Linked DNA regions of Mus musculus: region 2 is linked to region 1. A link is a contact called in public HiChIP or PLAC-seq data. All regions are on one chromosome and are shown on one strand. The core of a region is the stretch at or near the end of the contact, and the rest is flanking DNA. Distances in the headings are between cores, read along the strand shown. Region 1 overlaps Mia3 (melanoma inhibitory activity 3). Region 2 overlaps Hhipl2 (hedgehog interacting protein-like 2).

Region 1 (3,051 bases), core at 435-2,934:
CCTGGCAATTCTGTCTATATGGAGAATGTATAAAATCTGGGTTCTGTTTTCAGTTCCCCTGAATGGCAGAGAGACATGATGGAGCAGACTGGAGGTGATCTTAGTTTTGTAACTGAAGGGTCTGATGGCTCCACAGTTAAAACCCCAGAGGCTTCGCTTTTCTCTGTGATTTTCCTTAGGAGTCTCAAATGTTCTATGCTTAAGTGTCTTTGTCAGGTGAACAGACACCATGACCAAGGCAAGTCTTTTAAGGACAACATTTGATTGGGGCTGGCTTACAGGTGCAGAGGTTCAGTCCATTATCATCAAGGTGGGAACAGGGGAAAGTCCAGGCAGGTATGATGCAGGAGGAGTGGAGAGTTTTACTCTTCATCTGAAAGCTGCTAGGAGAATACTAACTTCCAGGCAGCTAGGATGGGGTTCTTAAAAGCCCACAATCACAGTGACACACCTACTCCAACAAGGCCACACCCCCAACTAGTACCACTCCCTGGGCCAAGCATATTCAAGCCATGACACTTAGTGACTAATATTTAGAGGGCACTCTGTAACTATTTAAATGAAGAGAAAAATTCTTCTTTTAAAGCATAAAAGAAAATATGTTGTCCGTTGCCCCCTTTTAGGTCCTGTAATGGAAGGTGGTCCTGTTGGGGCTGGAGATGTACAAAAGCAACTAGAGACAATTGCAGAGGAGCCAGCAGCTGTCCCACCTCTGGAAAGTGCATTTGGTTCCCTCTATGCCTTCATCCTTTATTTAAGTAAGATGGTAAGTAAGGGAGACGTATAGTTTCTTCTGCTAGAATACTGATTAATACCATGATGTTTCCAGAGCGGGGGTATACAGAAGGGCTGATGATAGCCAGTCTTTTATAGGTGAGGCTGGCCTCAAATTCACTGTGCAGCCAAGGCTGATCCTCTGGCTAATACCTCCAAGTGTTGATGCTGTAGACATGAGCTGCCACCTTGGCTTGATTTGCAACATGTTTTAAGTTGAATCTGAGCCTGGAGTGAAGAATTTAAAATATCTTTATGAGCTCTGCTTCGATCCTCTGAAGGTGCCTCCTGAAATGAGCCACAGGTGGATGGCTTTAATTAGGAGCCCTTAGGTTAGCACACAAGAGTTTATTCCCTGGCAGGGCTGGGCATGCACACAACTATAAAGCAGGGTTTGTCCCCTGGGACCTCTTAGTACCTCAGGGAGCTGGAGATGTTCACTTGAAACAGAAGAGACAGTTTTTGTCACGGCTGGTAGAGAAGCAAGAGAGTTAGGAGTTAGCTGATACATATGTGGATTAAGAAGTATTGTTTGCTGTTGAACAGAGTGGACTGGGAGAGGGGGGTGGGCAACAGGGACAGAGAAGACAGCATGCTAGAGAAAGGGAAACATGGAGAAAGGGGATGCTGGGAGACTAGGGAAGGTGAGTGTCTGTGAGGGAGGCGTGTCCTGAGGAGTTCTGTTAAGCTGTCCATGTTATGTACCCTTTGAAGGTTTGAAACAGAGAAGTGGTGGGTCAGATCTATTTCCTAGAAAGAGCTATCATGGCAAAATGTTTATTCAAGCTAATCTTTTTGAAGAGAGTCTGGATCCAAGTAAGACATTTGACATCTCTGGAAGCTTAGTCAAGTTTGTAGGATTTAGCTCCCTCTCGTGGTGTATGTGGAAACTGGACGTTTTTCTAGGTAAATTGGACTAGGCTGGAGGCCAAATGATGTCAGGACTGCAGTGTCATCGTGGTCACCGTGGCCTCCTGTAGGGCCTGTCATCTTGACGCTTGTGTAATAGAGTTTTGCTATTGATGTTTTCTGTAAAACAGGTTTTGAGTCAGGGAGATCTGGTTTCAATCTCGATTTAAAAGTTTGTGCTAGTTACTAAACCTTGTTTAATTGGAGCATAGTAAGTGTAATCTTTATGATGTGAGTTATGGTAATTTGATAGATGTGTATATTATGTAACGATCAAATCAGGATAATGACCAGGGCAATGCTCATGTCTATGATTCCTCTGATTTTTTTTTTTTGAAATGTTCTTACATTTATTTAATGTTTGTGCGTGAGTGTGTGCATATGTATGTGGGAGGCAGTCAGGGGACAACCTGCAGGAGTCAGTTCTCTCCTTCTTCCATGTGGGTTCGGAATCAAGCCCAGGTTATCAGTGTTGGTGCAAGCACCCTTGCCGACTGAGCCATGTCTACAGCTCACTTTTAATCACTTGAAAACGTATCACAGGCCGTTATAATCCATTAACTGCGATACAGAACATGCGGCACAAGCTCCTCTGTGCTTTTCAGCCCCATTTAATTCCTTCCTGTCCTCCCAACACCCCTTTCCGTCTCTGCCAACCACTGTTCCATTCTGTAAGATGTCGAACAGCAAATAACTAAACTTTGAATTTCGGCCTCCCTGTCTGAGAAGGGCAAATGAAAACTATTCCTACTGCAACAACCAAGTGGTCGGCAGTGTAAAGTGTCTGGGGAGGTGGCTGGGACTCTGTGGAGTTTCCTCCCACTCCCGCTTCTTCTTTATGGTCAGAGGGCAGTGTAAAGATGCTGAGTACCCAGCAAATTCAGAGGAGAAGCTGCCTGATGAGAAGGATGGAGCAGAGCCAATCCATCTTCAGTTTTCTCCACGGTTTCTTGTGCTGGAGGCAGCTGCCTGGCAAAGGTGTTGTTGGCTCTGAGCTGTCACAGTTAGGATGCTTCCAGTGACTGAACCAGGCCCAGTGTCCTTTGAGCATCTCAAGGAGGCAGTGGTTAAAAGTGGAAGGAAGCCCGTCTTCCTCACATTTCTACGTATATACAGGACTCTTTCTTCTTGGGCTGAGTGAGAGACACAGATAAGGTACAGGATATGGCGTCCACTTGTAGGGTGACAGAGGAAGACGTAGACATAAAAGGCAAGACGGGACATGGCGATCCAAGATTCTGGCTCAAAGGGCAAGCTCCAAAAAGCACTTTAATGGCTCAATATGCACAAGGCATCTGCTAGGAATCAAAGATTCTAATATGAGGGTTAGCAAAAAGGCTCAGCAGATAAAGGTACTTGCTGTCATGT
Region 2 (3,006 bases), core at 1-2,500, 81 kb before region 1:
GTTGAGTGTCCCTCTTGACTCTTCACCATCTTATGTTTGAAACAGGGTCTGGCTGGGCTGGCTGGCTGCTGAGCGCCAGGGTCCACCTGCCTCTTCCTCTCCAGCACGGAGGTCACAGCACACTACCACACCCAGCTTATACCTGAGTGTTGGGGAACTGAACTTGGGGTCTTTGTACTTGCAGGGTGACACTTGACAACTGGGCCATCTCCTCAGCCCTCTACTCTTTTTTATCTCGGGAGCAAGTGTCTCAGCAGCTCTGTCAACCCAACACAATGCTAGCGGGTTACACAGTATTCGACTCACTCACAAGGCTTACGTGACTTCTTAGTAACAAGTATCGTAAACACTGTGGCTTCACATACTGATAGAAGACGTGTTTATAACTGTTCTGAGAAGGGATGTCAGTCAGGGCGTATCCTTCTCTGGATTCAGTTGTACTAATTGACTGGAAACACCAAACACCATCAGATAAATGAGCTGCCTTCCAATAGTCACACAAACTCAGGCCGCTCTGACAGGAACCTTCTAGAACACACACGAGCTCCAAAGTGGGAAGCAGGGGCTATCTTACTGTGTGTTTACTTTATCTGCTACAGCCTATGTAATATGTATGTTTTGAACATACCCAAAACTTCCAGTTCTATATTTAGGAGAAAATACAAAATTTTATCGATGGTATGGAGCTAACATTTTGAGTATCTATTTTACATCTTACTTGTGAATTGGGGTATATGAGAAGCGTGTGTGTCATGGCCCATGTGTGGAGATTGGAGGAAAAGCTGCAGAAAGCAGATCTCTCTTTGGGTACCTGGATGGAATCCAGGTTGTCAGGCTTAGTGGCACCTTTACCAGATGATCCATCTTGCCATCCTCTTAATGTCTGTTTCAGGCAGAAAGCTAACTTTAATGCAGCAGGGCTTGCGCAAGCATCCTCCTCAGGCCAGCCTTTACTTAGGTCAGCTCGCAAAATGGCCCAGGGATTGCTCCAGGCCAGCCATCCACTTAGGCTCTCTTCAGTTAACACGCAGTGTCAAGTCTAAGTGCTCCAGTCTAGTTCCACGGAAAGACACCTTACCCAAAGCTAGCAACTGATGGAGGAGACGAAATTCTGCTCTGGAAGAGTCTCAGTGGGAGAACAAGAAAAGGAGCTTTTACAAGAGAAAGGAGCACACCTAGAGGCAGCTTCTCTGGCCTCAGGGCTGACCCAGGGCAAAGCCTTGGCACAGTCCCACTTCCTAGAGGACACTAGCTGTGTTTGCTAGAAGTGACTGTTTCCAAAGGCAGCCGGTTTTCCTCTTCTGACTGGTATCTACAGGCTCTGCAAACCAAACCTCCAAAGCCAGGATTCTGTGTCGCAGAGAAGCACCTTTCTGGGAGGTTCCAGTAGAGAGGCCCCACCAGGGCGGATGAATGGCTTGCACTGATCCACCCTCTCTTCCCTGAGCAGCCTCTTGCCAGCCTGTGGTTTTTTTTCTATTCCTTTAAATGTTTGGATTCCCAATTTGCAACTCTCATAGTCTTTTTTCTATTTAAAATTCTTGAATTTTCTAAAATACCCTCTGTTGGGCTGGGACCCCTGCTCATCCCCTGCACAAGCCGGGAAACCCCTATCTGCCCTCCCTCCCCCAACCTTGCCCACACTGAGAAAACCTAACCTCCCCGTTTCTGACAACCCACTCAAGAGTGCACGCCCAGGGGCTCAGTTCTGGGCCATGAATGGATATAATCCCAGCTCCTAGCTGGCACGCCATCTCTATGGCCCTAAGCTCTATAAAAATCCCCTTGCTTCAGCCTGGATATGCGACTTCACTAACCTCCGCCTGTGAGACTGGTTAGCCCACCTGAGAGCTGCCTCCTAATAAACCTGCCTTTATTACTTTATATCTGGTCTAATCTGACCTATATCTGAGGGGAAGAAAATATACAGCATTCTCTGCTGCTATTGAATATTCCTGTCAAAGTGTCTATCCAGCAGCTACTGAGAGGAGAGGAAAGGGAGATGACTGGATTTCCTTATTACCTCCTCAAGATAGGGTCCTGTGAAGCCACCCTGAGGCTCTGAGTGAGAAGAGCTAAACTCAGGGACTCCCCGGCCCTGGCCGCCCATTTATAAAGAATCTCAGGTATCTGAGAGATGCTCAGAGATACTGGGTTGCTCCTTTTCAGTTTTTCTGTCTCTGTCTCTGTCTCTGTCTTTGTGTCTGTCTCTCTGTCTCTCTCTGTCTCTCTCTCTGTGTGTATGTGTGTGTGGGGGGGGGGGGTGAGATTAGTCTCCGACTCCCCGTAAGCCAAGGATAACCTTGAGTTTCTGGATTCCCCTGCCTCCAGTCCTAAATACAGTATTACAGATATGAGCCCAGTGCCTCAGGCACTCTAGCAACTGAGCTACATCCCCAGCCTATGACATCATCTTATTGCCTTTTTTACCTAACCTAAGCATGGCTAGACAAAAAGATCCTGTGCATACTTAGGGAAACAAAATGGAATTTCTTTAAAATTTGAAACTTTAACCTTTCAAGTTGAAACATTAACTAATGGACCGCTGAGACTAAAAATGAACTCTCTGGGGGTTGGAGAGATGGCTCAATGGTTAAGAACACTGACCGTTCTTCCAGAGGTCCTGAGTTTAATTCCCAGCAACTATATAGTGGCTCACAACCATCTGTAATGGGATTCAATATCCGATGCCCTCTTCTGGTGTGTCTGAAGACAGCTACAGTGTACTTACATGCATAAAATAAATAAATCTCTTTTTAAAACATGCACTCTCTGGTTATCTATTCTTAGGAGCAAACATGTTCCTTAGACATGTGTACAAACCTTGGCTTCAATGGCCAATGATGCAATGGTGCCTTCTGTAAAATAAATAACCATATACCTTGCTCTTGCTCTCTCTCTCTCTCACACACACACACAGCTTTTACATCCAGGTCTCTTTCCTTACATACTCTTGGCAGAGTCAGGAAGACCCTAACCCAATCATCGAGCACACATCTCCTCTTA

What was found. HiChIP or PLAC-seq counts read pairs in DNA pulled down with a chosen protein or histone mark.
Region 2: an H3K27ac HiChIP or PLAC-seq map of trophoblast stem cells shows a contact between it and region 1, with 21 read pairs. The contact joins two enhancer-like sites. A contact is called at or near these places in 4 of 15 datasets of contacts at CTCF or cohesin (CD8 T cells, embryonic stem cells and pro-B cells), 78 of 484 Hi-C or Micro-C datasets (8-cell embryo, the AML12 cell line, the AtT-20 cell line and 43 more), 12 of 115 datasets of contacts at active chromatin or transcription factors (double positive thymocytes, embryonic stem cells, extraembryonic endoderm stem cells and 7 more) and 2 of 9 other capture datasets (adipose tissue and pancreatic islet).

The regions. Positions count from the first base shown.
Region 1 is chr1:183,348,679-183,351,729 of GRCm38.p6, reverse strand. Mia3 (melanoma inhibitory activity 3) reads left to right here. Exons shown (of 26, transcript NM_177389.3): 6 at 624-766. It overlaps Gm34102 (a long non-coding RNA gene), which reads right to left. Exons shown (of 2, transcript XR_389733.4): 2 at 2,156-2,978. Among named protein-coding and RNA genes, the nearest start is that of Gm34102, 4.7 kb to the right of the region's middle. Within about 2 kb of position 1,684, at least 57 of the 459 cell types and tissues checked have an H3K27ac peak or open chromatin away from gene starts, as enhancers often do. A contact at or near this core is called in trophoblast stem cells, where this site is marked.
Region 2 is chr1:183,429,110-183,432,115 of GRCm38.p6, reverse strand. The region is part of intron 6 of Hhipl2 (hedgehog interacting protein-like 2); the gene reads right to left. Among named protein-coding and RNA genes, the nearest start is that of Hhipl2, 12 kb to the right of the region's middle. Within about 2 kb of position 1,250, at least 2 of the 459 cell types and tissues checked have an H3K27ac peak or open chromatin away from gene starts, as enhancers often do. A contact at or near this core is called in trophoblast stem cells, where this site is marked.